Linked DNA regions of Anolis sagrei: region 2 is linked to region 1. The links are chromatin contacts, called in public Hi-C maps. All regions are on one chromosome and are shown on one strand. Each heading gives the region's core, a stretch centred on a gene start, on an enhancer-like site or on the middle of the called end of the contact. The rest is flanking DNA. Distances are from core to core; before and after follow the strand shown. Region 1 holds the start of COA7 (cytochrome c oxidase assembly factor 7). Region 2 holds the start of TUT4 (terminal uridylyl transferase 4).

Region 1 (7,710 bases), core at 1,391-3,890:
CTCTCTTAACAGGTTCATAGAGAGATACATTTGGACAGGTAAGTTGAAGTGGAGCCATTTAGAGCTTTATAGGCCAAAGCCAGCACTTTGAATTGTGCTTAGTAGCAGACTGGCAGCCAGTGGAGCTGACATAACGGAGGGTTGTATGCTCCCTGTATGTGGCTCCAGTGAGCAACCTGGCTGCCACCCGTTGGGAGTACTTGAAGCTTCCGAACAGTTTTCAAAGGCAGCCCCACGTAGAGCACATTGCAGTAGTCTATTCCAGATATAACAAGAGCGTAGATTACCATAGCCAACATGCCTCTAACCACAGCTTTCAATTTTATTGGAAAAAGGAAATTATAGCTAACACCTTAAGAACAAGTAAAAATACTCAACAAATTTAAAGCCATGATTCAGTATCCCAGCTGGCAGCAAAACTAGGAAATATAGCTCCCCAGTTCATACATAATGAGATTTCCTGGTGTACTGCGCTACTAAGGAAGGGGTTTATCTTGGTTTATGAAAACAATATATGATAATTTGAAAGTAGGCAATATAGTCAAAGAGGAAGATGGAATTGTCCAACAATTTGACCTATGACTAAAATGAAACCCCAGCCTTCAATATATCTACTGGAAGGTCTCAACTGAAATTTCTTTAAGTTTGCAACCACTATTTGTTCACAAAGCTAGTCCTAATTATTTTACTATAGAGCCAATGATTTCAGCATTGGATTATGACGCAAGAGCAGAGATCGATTTTGTATTTGGATATCGAAATCCACTGAGTGACTTTGGTAAGTCACACACACTCAGACCCAGAAAAGCCAGAGGATCACCTTAAAGTTGCTATAAGTTGGAAATGACTTGAAGGCACATGAAAACAAGACAATATTATAAGGCTGGAGGGAAAGGCATTGGATTCTAGGCAGAAAAATACAGATGATGGGTGAAGTTATTTTTAGAAAGATATCACTGCACAGTAAAAAAAAATGCTGCAGACTAGAAGGAAAATAATACCTTTTTGTACCCTATCCTTTAGACAAGAAAATAAGTTCATTTCTTTATTGACTTCTACAGAGGCCCTTGTAGATTCAGGAATGATTCAAATAGGTAGAATCACAGAGTTGGAAGAGACCACAAGTTCAATCCCCTGCCATACAGAAACACACAGTCAAAACACTCCCGACAGATGGCCACCCTGGCCCCTTCCACACAGCTATATAAAATCCACATTGAACTTGTTTATATGGCAGTGTGGACTCAGGTAACCCAGTTCAAAGCAGATATTGTGGATGACCTGTATTGATATTTTGGGTTATATGGCTGTGTGGGAGGGCTCCTAGACTCTGCTTAAAAATCTCCAGAGAAGGCACCACTACCCTGCGAGGAAGCAGCATATTTCACTGCCAAACAGCTCTTACTATCAGGAAGTTCTTCCTAATATTTAGATGGGATCTTTTTTTCTTGCAATTTGAATCCATAGCTCCATTGTGTCCTAGTCTCCAGAGGACTAAAAAAAACTAGCTCACCCCTCCTCAATGGGACATCTTTTCATTTACTTAGACATAGGTATCATGTCCCCTCCCTGGCTTCTTTTCTCCAAGCTAAACATACCCATCTCCTTAAGCCATTCTTCATAGGGCCTGGCTTTCAGACTTTGGATCATTTCAGTTGCCCTCCTCTGGACACCTTCCAGCTTGTCAATATCCCTCTCGAACTGCGATGCCCAGAAGTGGGCACAGTCTTCCAGGTGAGGTCTGATCAAAGCAGAACACAGGAGCAGGACTATCTATTTCATCACACTAGTGAATGAATCCACTTTAAATCCAGTTTCTGCCTCCTGCTGAATTCTGGGGTTTGTAGTTTAGTGAGGCTGTTAAAGGCTCTTTCCTAAACTACAAACCCCAGAATTCTGCAGGAGGCAAGCAAGCAGATTTAAAGTCGATTCATTCTCTAGTGTGACGAGGTCCTATGACTTCCCTAGATCATGACATATTTTCTTCACAGTACACTGATGCCAAAATAAAGAGCATTAATTTGTTAATTTGAACTTTTAATATCAGAACACGGTGCTATCCAAATATTCAAAATAGCCCTGCCAGATCTACAAATGCCAATCATACATTAGAAGTAAATTTGGAGCTTGGTCATAAATCCTACTGAATTAGGCGAAATTGTACTTATGCCTCCTCAGAAGTAAAATTTCCTGCTTTCAATAGGACTAAAATTAATGCAGATTAATTGCCATGGCTCAAAGTCACACAATCATGGGTTTTACAATGTCTTTGGCCTTCTCTTCCAAAGTAGGTCAGTGCCTCACCAAAGGACAACAATCAGGATTCCATAGCATTGATCCATGGCAGTTAAAATGGTGTCAAACGGCATTAATTCCACAGTGTGGACACAAACAGACATTCCCACATTGCAAGCCTTCCTTCTCACCGTCAGGATCCTTCTCCTTGTAGCACTGGAAGCTGTACTCGACGCCCAAGTTCTCCAGGTAGCCCTTCACCTCCTCCTCATCCTCGAAATTGATCAGCCCTGCCATGTCCCGCCAAAAAGAGCATCTCCCCCTTGAGGCTCTTCCTACAAGGTGAAAGCGCCCCAGAAAAAGCCTTCCCCTCTTGCGGCGGGCGGAAGGAAATCGACGACGGACACAATCAAACGTCACTTCCGTTGAAGCTGAACTGGCGGGGTGGGTTGCAGTGTAATTAGTGATGTAGGCAGTGACGTCAGTAGCTCAACTACTCATCCTAAGAAGAAATCCCGGCTGCCTCTCTTCAACCCAGCTGTTCATTAAAGGCGCAGGAATGCTATTTTTGAAGCTACACAATTATATTAGTTTGACTCCACTTTAACAGCCATGGCTCCATCCTATGGAATCCTGGGATTTGTAGGCTGTTATTATTATGGAACTCTCTGACAGGGAATAATATAGCCCACAAAGCTACAACTCCCAGGATTGCATAACATCCTTCGCATGTTTATTAACTTGCACCTTCATCTGGAGAAAGGCAGAATATTAAAAAAAACAGTATTTAAATATAAATAAATAAAATAATAAATACCACGAACAGCTTAAAGAAGACAGCAAAAATACTGTGAAGTAGGAAAGTTATTAAAATATTTCTGTTCTTCAAGGCTTTTCACTTTTACGGGTTGTACTTTCATTTCTATTACCCTCTATTATTAAACTCTGTTTTTGTAGATCACACTATGTAACAAAATTTGAAAATAATTATGTACTTCGTCCTATTTCCTGTTTGTGTGGAACTTACATTGAAAGTAGTTGTTGAACTCCAGAAGCTTCATTTTTGTGGCTGCCACAAACTATGTTGAATTGCTTGAGACTCGGTGAGATATTAATTGAAACGCTATAGCAAAATGTTCTGCAGGATGTCCAGCAGTTTTTGCAGTTTAATAAATTTTTCCTAAGTTTTTATGATAGAACCAATTAGGAAATGACATTTATAACCCAGGAACAAAAATCGTGTTACATAGTGTTATTGTTGCTGTGTGACTTCAAGTTGTTTTTGATTTAAGTGCAACTTATCACAAAATTTCCTTGGCAAGGTTTAGTTCAGAAGGGTGTCTACCTTCCTTTGAGGCTGAGAGAGTGAGACCTGGCCAAGGCCACCCAGTAGGTTTCTGTGACTGATCAGGGATTATAACCTTGGTTCCCATAAATCAACACACATACAGCTTCACCACTTTGGTTCTCTTTGAAGTTAATATATTTTATTAGATTTTATTTATTATTATTATGCATTCTGAAACTACATTATTTGGCAGCCTAGATGAGGTCTGAGTGACTGAGAGAGTATATTTCAAAGTACTGGAGTTCAAATGGGTCTGAAAGCTTTCCTCTTTGATTTAGAACCCTCGTAGTATGATTGGAATTCAAAGACATGGCTGTGTTAATCTGAGATAACAATATGCAAAGGGTTCTTGTAACACCTTTGAGACATAGAGTGCATCCACACTGCACAACTATTCCAGTTTGGTTCTGACAGCCTTTTATCTGACATGGCGCCTTCTTGCAAAAGCCTGGGATCTGTGGGATCTGCGATCAGCCAAAAGCAGGCCCACACTTCCCATTGAAATAGTAATAAGTTTATATTTGTTAAAAGTATTCCTCATTTTAATTACTGTATTGTTTTTAAATGTTTTTTGCACAACAAATAAGATATGTGCAGTGTGCATAGGAATTCATTCATATATTTTTTTCAAAGTATAATCTGGCCCTCCAACAGTTTGAGGGACTGTGACCTGGCCCTCTGTTTAAAACGTTTGAGGGCCCCTGTCTTAAGCCATATCACAATACCAAACCAAACAACAAGGCTTGATAAGACTTGTTTGTATTCTATGTGGTAAGTTTAAAAAGACACTTATAACAATACAGTATCAAGACACTTATAACAATACAGTGGCCACTTATAACAATACAGTGGTTACTTATAACAATATAGTGAATACATCTTAACAGCATCTACCCAAACATCCAATTCACCATGGAAAAAAATGAAGGAAAACTGCCTTTTCTAGATGTCCTAGTCTTCCGCAAACCAGATCAACAATTGGGTCACACAGTTTATAGAAAACCCACACGCACAGATAGATATCTACAGAAAAACTCCAACCATCATCCAAGTCAAAAAAGAAGAACCATTAAAGCCTTAGCAGACCATGCAAAAAGAATCTGCGAACCCCACCTCCTTCAAGATGAACTGAACCACCACAACTGGGCTCTACAGGCCAATGGATACACCACCTCAGACATCAGAAGAGCTGCAAGACTGAGAACAAGCCATGAAAGTAAAGACAAAGATCCACTCAGAGGAAAAGTGTTCTTGCCATACATCAAGGGAACCACTGACCGCACAGGGAAGCTGACGAAGAAACACAACATACAAACTATCTACAGATCCACCAAGAAAATCCAACAAATGCTACATTCAGCAAAAGACAAGAGGGATCCTCTCACTTCTGCAGGAGTCTACCGTATACCATGCAGCTGTGGACAAGTAGGGACCACCAAACGCAGCGCCCAAACACGAATCAAGGAATATGAAAGGACTTCAACCAGAGAAGTCAGCCATAGCAGAGCACCTGATGAACCAATCTGGACACAGCATATTATTTGAGAACACAGAAATGCTGGACCATTCTAACAACCACCATGTCAGAATACACAGAGAAGCCATTTAAATCCATAACCATGTGAACTATTTCAGCAGAAAGGAGGAAACCATGAAAATGATCAAAATCTGGCTACCAGTATTAAAAAACTCAAAAATTACAACAGCAAAACAACAAAGAGGAAACAATCAGGGACAGCTAATCACCTCTCAACAAAATATTCCCCCAGGCACTAACAAGCCACACCAAAAAACTGGCAGGCCATCAAATGCTAATCAAGGTGGTCAGTTGAAACATTCACACCTAGCTCCAACAGACAAGAGTTATTTCTCCCACCCTGATCATTCCACAGATATATAAATCCAATTTTCCTAGTTCCAACAGACCTCGCTACCTCTGATAATGCTTGGCATAGATGCAGGCGAAACGTCAGGAGATAATGCCTCTAGAACATGGCCATATAGCCTGAAAATACCTACAACAACCCAGTGATTCCGGCCATGAAAGCTTTCAACAATACAGTAAATAAATATTATAAGATATGATAAAACTGCTGGTGGTCTTTGCTTCTTCCAGCACGCTGACATTTGTCCGCCTGTCTTCCTAATAGATTTGCAGGATTTTTCGGAGGCAACGCTGATAGAATTGTTGCAGGAGTTGAGTGTGACTTCTGTCGAGGTTCATGTTTTACAGGCATATTAACAGGGTTGGGAGGACAATGGCTTTATAAACAGGCATCTTGGTCTCCCTATGTATGTCCTCATCTTCAAACACACTCTGCTTCATTTGGAACATTAGAAAATGTTGACCATTTCTGCTACCTTGGTAGCCACCTCTCCACAAAAAATTAACATCAACACTGCACTCATTCTGTAGAGCAGGCATGGGCAAACTTGAGGCCTCCAGGTGTTTTGGACTTCTACTTGCACCATTCCTAACAGCCTCAGGCCCCTTCCTTTCCCCCCTCCTCCGCTTAAGCAGCTGAAAGGGAAAAGGAAGGGGCCTGAGGTTATGAGAAAGGAAGGGGTCTTAAGCTGAGGGAGGAAAGGAAGGGGGCTGAGGTTGTTAGGAAGGGGCCTGAAACTGAGGGGGAAAAGGAAGGGGCCTGAGGCTCTTAGGAAGGAAGGGGCCTGAAGCTGAGGGGGAAAGGGAAGGGGCCTGAGGCTGAGGGAGAAAAGAAAGGGCCTGAGACTGAGGGAGAAAAGGAAGAGGTCTGAAGCTGAGGAGGGAAAGGAAGGGGACTGAGGCTGTTAGGAAGGAAGGGGCCTGAAGCTGAGGAGGAAAAGGAAGGGGGCTGATGCTGTTAGGAAGGAAGGGGCCTGATGCTGAGGAGGAAAAGGAAGGGGCCTGATGCTGTTAGGAAGGAAGGGGCCTGATGCTGAGGAGGAAAAGGAAGGGGCCTGATGCTGTTAGGAAGGAAGGGGCCTGATGCTGAGGAGGAAAAGGAAGGGGCCTGATGCTGTTAGGAAGGAAGGGGCCTGATGCTGAGGAGGAAAAGGAAGGGGCCTGATGCTGTTAGGAAGGAAGGGGCCTGATGCTGAGGAGGAAAAGGAAGGGGCCTGATGCTGTTAGGAAGGAAGGGGCCTGATGCTGAGGAGGAAAAGGAAGGGGCCTGATGCTGTTAGGAAGGAAGGGGCCTGATGCTGAGGAGGAAAAGGAAGGGGCCTGATGTTGTTAGGAAGGAAGGGGCCTGATGCTGAGGGGGGAAAGGGGCCTGAATCTGAGGGGGGAAAGGAAGGGGCCTGAGGCTGAGAGGGAAAAAGAAGGGGCCTGAAGCTGTTAGGAAGGAAAGGGCCTGAAGCCGAGCGGGGAAAGGAAGGGGCCTGAGGCTGTTAGGAAAGAAGGGGCCTGAAGCTCAGAGGGAAAAGGAAGGGGCCTGAAGCTGAGGGGGGAAAGGAAGGGGCCTGAGGTTATTTATCGTGTTATCAGTAACCATACCATTGACACAAGGAGGCTGAGAGGGAAAAAGAAGGGGCCTGAGGTTGTTAGGAGGGAAGGGGCCTGAAGCTGAGGGGGGGAAAAGGAAGGGGTCTGAGGCTGTTGGGAATGATGGGAGTTGAAGTCCCAAACCCCTGAAGGGCTCAAGTTTGCCCATAATGCCTGGTCTAGAGTGAGGCACAGGGCTGCGTCCCCTTTAAGGGAGGCTCTCTCTCTCCTCTCAGTTTAGGTATCTGCTTGGTCGGGCTTCCCTTGAGGCCGGCTTGGGCCGGGCGGATTCACTTCCAGGTCGAGGGTGACAGCTGGGCTGCGGAGGGGGTGGCTTGTTTCTTGGATGGTGGTCGGGGCCCGCCCCCAGAAGCAGCAGCGGCAGCAGCCTCAGAAGGAAGAAGGAGAAGGAGAAGAGAAGAAGGGCGAGGGCTCCTCGGTGCAGCAATGGTGAGTGGCTGCGGAGGAAGAGGAAAGAAGGAAGGAAGGAGGATCTTGGAACAGCCATCCTCATGGAGATACAGACCCGGGGGGGGGGGGGAGATCGAAGGAACAGCGGGTGGAATCGGGAACCTTCCTTCCCGCCTCAGATAATCTTGCACCATTGGGATCAGAGGAGGAAAAAGGCATTCCCAATGGGAAGAAATGCCTCACATAGCAT
Region 2 (7,710 bases), core at 3,008-5,507, 140 kb before region 1:
TCTAAATCTTAAGAAGCATAAGCTTCTTTTTCACCCTAATTGGCTAGAAAACTTTACTAAAAATATAGGTCCTGAAACATTCACCAATGTGTAAACCACTGCTTCCTGAAAACAAATCCTGAAAACCACACACAGGGAAGCACATATATAAACAAACATAGAAATCTTACACTGATGTCACATCATACACATTCACCTCAATATATGAAAAACAATAGAAAACTCTCTTTTATTTTTCTTTGGATCAAGTTTGGGAGAATCACCAAGAGGAATTTGATGATTATGGAGGCCAAGCAACACCAACTTGCAATTACTGATCATACTGTACTTCCTAAGATAATTTTCTATAAGTTGTTATATGGCTATCATACATGAAATTAACACTCTCCTCTAAATTCCACTATTTTTATTTCTTACGTTCTGTCAAGAAAGCACTAGAATACATAAATCTGATGCAACAGGAACTTTAACCCATGCTGTTGTCAGTGTTCAGAGGTCTCAGTATACCATAAATTACACAATTCTTGCTTTAAATTGCACTATAGCATCAAAGCATGAGTGATGTTATAGTAGTTGTAAACTGATGCTTATCTTATTTACCTACATATTGCTCTTCATGCTCATGAACTAAAAGTTCATTTATTTCAGAAAGCCAAATAAACCTTTTTGTGAAAAGCCACTGTGATGATTTTTTAAAAAAAATCTCTTTTATTACTACTTTAATTTATAGGGGATCACTGGCTCCTAAATTGCTAATATGCTTCACTCTGCATAAATGTATGATAGTTCAGCATTCTACAGAATCTGTACAAATAAAGAACATCACGAAAATCTCATGTGCTTTTTTAGCCAAAGGAAATGAATGGCCCTTTCATATTGGCCTGCCACTTTTGAAACCTTTTTTTTAAAAGTTAACATTGACTCGTAGAATTGTCTTTGTCTTTCTGTGGCTTAAGCTAACATTCAATCTAAAGGTTATTAATGCAATGTGATAACAGTAAACATGAGGAAAAAGAAAATAAGTATGACTATATTATAACATACCAAAGATAAAGCATGTTTCTGTTCTACCTTAGCTCCACTATAAAATTAACCATGGCCATTATACAAGGGAATCACCATCTTGAAACACTTTTTACAGTGGTTTGTTATTGTTTTTTGTTTGTTTGTTTGTTTGTTGGGGGAGGGTTGTTTGTTTTTTTGCTATAGGCTGCAACCAAACATCTACTTCTGAAATGTGTAACCCTTTATCTTCACCACTGGCAAAGGTAGCTGTTTAGACATTTCACAATAAAACAGGCCACAAGTACCATTTTGAAACATTCTTTTATACAGTAGTTTATTACTGATTTTTGTGATACATTACAGCCATAATGCCTACCTTTACTTCTGAAATGTGTATTTTATATTTCTGCCTCATGCAAAATTAGGACAACCACTTCACCTTTTCATTTTATTTATTTATTTATTTACCCTATTTATACTCTGCCTTTCTCAACTCCGTAGGGGACTCAAGGTGGCTTACATATATAGGCAATGATTTGATGCCACGTAAACACACATATATAATAAAATAAACATATATATTAAAATGATCATTAAAAAACATATCAAACGTTAAAACAGTTATTAAAATCACATTATCCAAAATAGTAATCCATGGCCGTTCTAAATTATCATTGCACTATTCTATAGTTCTCTAGTGGGTTACTAACTGAACGTTTTTAATCAGTTGATGTCTAGAAAATATTTTGTTTTGTGCATAGAGAAAAGCAGTTGAGCATCACAGGAGAATCACAGAGTTGGAAGAGTCCCCAAGGGCTACCCAATCCAACTCAATTCTGCCTTATAGGAAACAATCAAAGAATTATTGACAAGTGCCCCCCCCCCCCCAGCCTCTGCTTAAAAACCACTAGAGAAGATTCCACCACACTCCAAGGCAGTGTATTCAATTACTGAACAGCTTATTCTGCCTAATGTTTCAGTGGAATCTCTTTTCCTGAATTTGAATCCACTACTCCCTGTCCGACTTTCTAGGGCAGCAGAAAACTAGCATGAATTCTCTTCAATGTGACATTCTTTCAAATGTTTTAACATGGCTTTCAGCTTTCCTTTCTCCAGGTTAAACATACCCAGCTCCTTAAGCTGAGTTTTGCTTCAAGACCTTTGATCATTTTGGTCACCCTTTTCTAGTTTGTCAATATTTTTCTTCAACTGTGGTGCCTAGAACTGGACACAGCATTCCAGGTGAGGTCTGACCAAAGCCAAATAGAGAGGCCCCCATGACTTCCCTTGATCAAATCAGGAATGGGCAAACTTGAGCCCTCCCTCCAGGTGTTTTGGACTTCAACTCCCACAATTCCTAACAGCCTCAGCCCCCTTCCTTTTCCCCATCAGTCAAGCGGGAAAGGAAAAAAAGGGGGTCTGAGGCTGTTAGGAATTGTGGGAGTCAAAGACCAAAACACCTGAAGGGCCCAAGTTTCCCTAGGCCTGGTCTAGACACTGTACTCCCATTCTACAACAACAAAAGCCTTACAGACAAACCCCTAAAACAGGCCTAGGCAAACTTGGGCCCTCCCTCCAGGTGTTTTGGACTTCAACTCCTACAATTCCTGACAGCCTCAGGCCCTTTCCTTTCCCCCCTCAACCGCTTAAGCGAAGCAAGGGGCCTGAAGCTGTCAGGAATTGTGGGAGTTAAAGTCCAATCAATCTAGAGGGCCAAAGTTTGCCTATGCCTGTTCTACACTGACTATATAAAGCAGTCCGGCTTAAGTGGTTGAGGGGGAAAGGGAAGGGTCCTGAGGCTGTTAGGAATGGTGGGAGTTGAAGTCCAAAACACCTGGAGGGAGGCCCAAGTTTGCCTATGGCTTTTCTCTACTGGCTATATAATGCAGTTCAGCTTAAGTGGCTGAGGGAGAAAAGGAAGTGGCCTGAGGCTGTTAGGAATTGTTGAAGTCCAATCAATCTGGAGGGCCAAAGTTTGCCTATGCCTGTTCTACACTAACTATATAATGCAGTTCAGCTTAAGCGGCTGGGGGGGGGGGGAGATGGGGTCTGAGGCTGTTAGGAATGGTGGGAGTTGAAGTCCAAAACACCTGGAGGGAGGGCCCAAGTTTGCTTATGCCTGTTCTCCACTGACTTTATAATGCAGTTCAGCTTAAGCAGCTGAGGGAGAAAAGGAAGGGAGCTGAGGCTCTTAGGAATTGTGGGAGTTGGAAGTCCAAAACACCTGGAGGGAAGCCCAACTTTGCCCATGCCTGTTCTACAACGACTATATAATGCAGTTCAGCTGAGGGGGAAAGGGAAGGGGCCTGAGGCTGTTAGGAATTGTGGGAGTTGAAGTCCAAAACATCTGGAGAGAGGCCCAAGTTTACCTATAGCTGTTCTCCACTAACTATATAACTCAGTTCAGCTTAAGTGGCTGAGGGGGAAAGGGAGGGAGCCTGAGGCTGTTAGGAATTGTGGGAGTTGAAGTCCAAAACACCTGGAAGGAGGGCCCAAGCTTGCCCAGGCCTGTCCTAAAAGTACGCTCAGTTCCTTAAAGGCATACCCTCCCTTTTTAAACACCAAAGAAAACTATGGATCTCTTTGATCGTGCTTAATAATAATGGGGCTGCGCAACAAACCCGGCCTACAAGGATGACCTCACGCTCGGCTTCGCTCGGAGGCTCAACGCTGGGCTGAGGAAATGAAATCTGGACCGCTCCGAGCCGAGAAACGGCCCACCAAAGTCTGTCGAAAGGGCACGGAGAGATCCTGTCCCAACTCGGCCTGGTGCACTCCGCCAAAGTGGGGGAAAGACTCGGGGGAATCTTGCCTCAAGTTGTGAACAGATCGGAAACAAAACAAAACAATTCTTCGCTCTCTCAAGTTGTCAGCCGACAAGCAGCCCCTCCCCGCTCCGTAGTCCTGTGAGGAGAGGAGGCGGAGGAGGGAAAGGAAGGCCTCTCTCCCTCAACTCTCCTCCCTCGCCAAGGGCTGAAAGGCCTCCCAGAGCGCAAACAGGCCGGGGAGCGAGAGGGAGGCAGTCCCGAGGAAGGGAGGCGCCTGGGGCGAGGCGCAAGGGCAACCCTCGGCCCGCCCCGCTCGCCCGAGGCCTACCTGCCCGTCACCCGAGGGCGGACCTCGCCGCGCCCCGCTCCATGTCCCGCTCCGCCGCTCGGAGGAGGCGCTAGGCAGGCCCCGGCGGTGCGAGCCAGCGAGCGCCTCAGACTGGGCCCGCCGCCATGTCCGCCGCCGAGCGCAGTGCATTGTGGGGGAGAGGGAGACACGGGCGGGGGGGGGGAGGGGGAGAGAGAGGGAGAGGCTCCGCTTCCCCTTTCCACTCCCGCAAGAGTCACTCCAGGACTGCCCGGCCTCCCCCGCTTCCTCCTGGCCCGCTCTTCCCCAGTTTCCACGGAATCCCTTTAAGTTTCGATTCCGGAGAAGGAAGGGGAACTGTCCCAAGAAAGGACTGACGCTTGTGCTGTCGAAGGCTTTCATGGCCGGAATCACTAGGTTGCTTTAAGTTTTCCGGGCTGTACGCCCGTGTTCCAGAAGCATTCTCTCCTGACGTTTCGCTTCCATACCCAGCTATCATACTATTACCAAGTCTTTCATGGCTTGGTGGTGCAAATCTGTGTCAGCAAATCTGAAGACCGACAGGTCGCAGGTTCGAATTCAGGGAGAGCATGGATGAGCTCCCTCTTTCAGCTCCAGCTCCTCATGAGAGAAGCCTCCCACAAGGATGGTAAAAACATCTGGGCGTTCCCTGGGCAACGTCCTTGCCAATTCTCTCACACCAGAAGCGACTTGCAGTTTCTCAAGTCGCTCCTGACACAACAAAAAAAAATGGCCGGAATCTCTGGGTTGCTGTGAGTTTTCCGGGCTGTACGCCCATGTTCCAGAAGCATTCTCTCCTGACGTTTCGCCTGCATCTATGGCAGGCATCCTCAGAGGTTGTGAGGTCTTTTGAAAACTAGGAAAATGAGGTTAAAGAGCCCTCTGATTTTTTAACTGCTTACCCAAGAGGCGATACTTCCAATTTTAGAAGTTAAGTTGCCCTTTGAAGTACACTAGCTTCATTTATGGGTGTGAAGATGGGAAAGTTTCTTGACTGGAATGTCCAGTATGGGAGAAAAAACTCTTGTCTGTTGGAGGGAGGTGTGAATGTTTCAGTTGCACTGAACTGTGTTATAGGGCAGTGTGGGCAATTGGCCCTTCCAAGCAGTCCCTATATCCCAAGATGTGATCCCAGGTTTTCTGTTTATCCCAGATTATCTGGCAGTGCGGACTCATATAATCCAGTTTAAAGCAGAAAGCCAGGGATCAGATCCTGGGGTATAAGGCCTGTCTGGAAGTGCCTTTGGATAACCCATTTCATAGAATCCTAGAGTTGGAAAAGACCTCTGTTGGGTGAGTGGGCTTATTAATAAAAGTCCCTTCCCATTAATGTACAGCAGGGCAACTCATTAACAGCAGCAGAGTGATCCAACACCCATAGCCCAAAAAGGTTAAAAAAAACACAAACACACAGACCAATGTTATATCTTCCATAGGAGGCTTTTCTTTGTAGTAAAATAATATAGTTGCACAATTTACAATAACAAGGTTTCCACAATAAGAATAAACAAATACATAGTAGCTTTATATACACAGTAGCCTTATACACTGGAGCTCCTTCACATGAGGCTTCTCATACACAGGTTTACCTCACAGACAAGCCTCACACAGACTGGGGAGTTCCCTCACTGAAGCAAACTAACACTAACAGACTTCGACCTACTCACTCTCCTCAGAGCGACACTAGCTTTGGCCCACTAACTCTAACAGGCTTCGGCCTGCTATTTCAGTGTTTGATTCACACTTTTGTAATAAAAAATACCTAGTTAATATTTAATATTTCTGACAACTTCGTGGGCTACCCAGTCCAACCCCCTGAAGAAGCAGGAAAATCGCCTTCGAAGCACCCTGACAGGTGGCCATCAAGCATCTGCTTTAAAACCTCCAAAGAAGGAGCCTCCACCACACTCTGGGGCAGAGAGTTCCACTGCTGAACAGCTCTCACAGTTAGGAAGTTCTTCCTAATGTTCAAGTGGAATCTCCTAGTTTGAAGCCAATGCTCCACATCCTAGTCTCTAGAGCAGCAGAAAACAAGCTTGCTTTTTCCTCCCTATGACTTCCCCTCACATATTTATACATGGTCATCATGTCTCCTCTCAGCCTTCTCTTCTGCAAGCTAAACATGCCCAGCTCTTTAAGCCACTCCTCATAGGGCTTGTTCTCCAGGCCCTTGATCATTTTTGTCATCTTCCTCTGGACACATTCCTGCTTGTCCACATGTCCCTTAAATTGTGGTGCCCAGAACTGGACACAGTATTCCAGGTGTGTTCTGACCCAGGCAGAGTAGAGGAGTAGCATGACTTCCCTGTATCTAGAATCATTGAATCCTAGAGTTGGAAGAGACCTCATGGGCCATCCAGTCCAACCCCCTGCCAAGAAGCAGGAAAATCACATTCAAAGCATGTGGATTATCTGCCTTGATATTCTGGGTTATATGGCTGTGTGAAAAGGCCTTGGGTTTCCATGGTTTGAACCCTGAGCTCCAGAGTCGGCTGGTGCATCTTTATCAGGCATGGGCAAACTTTGACCCTCTAGCTGTTTTGGACTTCAACTCCCACAATTCCTAACAGCCTCAAGCCCCTTCCTTTTGCCTCTCAGCCACGTAAGGGGAGTTGAAGTCCAAAACACCTGGAGGGCCCAAGTTTGCCCATGCCTGGTGTAGATGCACCCATTGTCCAGTGCTGAAAGCACTATACCAAGCTGGCTCTCTACACTCTTGTGGGGATGATGGTAACCTATTCTGACTCTCTTTCAATGCAGTAGCTCAGCAAATATTGTGTTGGCCTCATTATTGTATGCTTTCAAATAATCTCCAATTTACAGGATTTGTTTCAGAGGGGGTTGCCTTTGCTTCCCTTTGAGGCTGAGAGAGTGTAACTTGCCCAAGGTCACCCTGGAGATTTTCATGGTCTGACGGCGATTTGAACTCTGCTTTTCAGAATCATATTCCAATACTCACTGCTTCTCCACCAGTCCTAAAATAGTCAGAAATCATATACAGTTGGTAGTGGCCAAGCTCAAATACCCTGAAATGTACCCCAGAAAATGTGAAGCATATTGTGCGATATTTCACAGGTGAAAATGGAAGTGCCAACCAATGTCAAATTGTAGTCAAGATTATTATTTTGTGTCTTCAAGCTGAATTTGTCGCAGGGGTTTCTGAGGCTAAGAGCCTCTGTGACTCTGCCAAGGTCACCCAGTGGCTTTCCATGGCTGGGCTGGGATTCAAACCCAGATTATTGCTTCAAAACCGTGGGTCCCAACCCCAAGTGGGGTCCCTTTACCTCAGTGTTGGGGTCCTGAATAATTTGGCAACAGTAAAAGGTTTCTGAATTAGACCAAGTAAACTGTTTTAGACATTTACAATAATCTGTTGTGCAGTATTTGTGGTGGACTCTGCAGAAAATGCTTCAGGTATAAACTCTACAAAAAGGAAATTCAGTCTGTGTAGCAAACTTTGAAAATGCTGATTTGTTATCAGTAAATGTTCATTTTATGCCTGTCTTATATACCTATATACCCAGGATCACATAAAACTTATCAGGCTAAAAAGGTGGAAAGGTTTAAGAAGCCCTGGTTTAGAGTCATAATCCAGCATTCAAACCACTA

The links. A called contact is a pair of places that touch in the nucleus more often than the background predicts.
Region 2: a Hi-C map of mixed tissue shows a contact between it and region 1, with 4 times the contacts expected there. The contact joins the promoter of TUT4 here to the promoter of COA7 in region 1. A contact is called at or near these places in 2 of 2 Hi-C or Micro-C datasets (both in mixed tissue).

What each region holds. Positions count from the first base shown.
Region 1 is chr4:173,565,365-173,573,074 of rAnoSag1.mat, reverse strand. COA7 (cytochrome c oxidase assembly factor 7) reads right to left here and starts at 2,640. Exons shown (of 3, transcript XM_060773514.2): 1 at 2,427-2,640. The coding sequence starts at 2,532. ZYG11B (zyg-11 family member B, cell cycle regulator) reads left to right here. Exons shown (of 15, transcript XM_060773516.2): 2 at 7,455-7,499. The coding sequence starts at 7,497.
Region 2 is chr4:173,709,278-173,716,987 of rAnoSag1.mat, reverse strand. It overlaps TUT4 (terminal uridylyl transferase 4), which reads right to left and starts at 4,257. Exons shown (of 32, transcript XM_067467881.1): 1 at 4,102-4,257.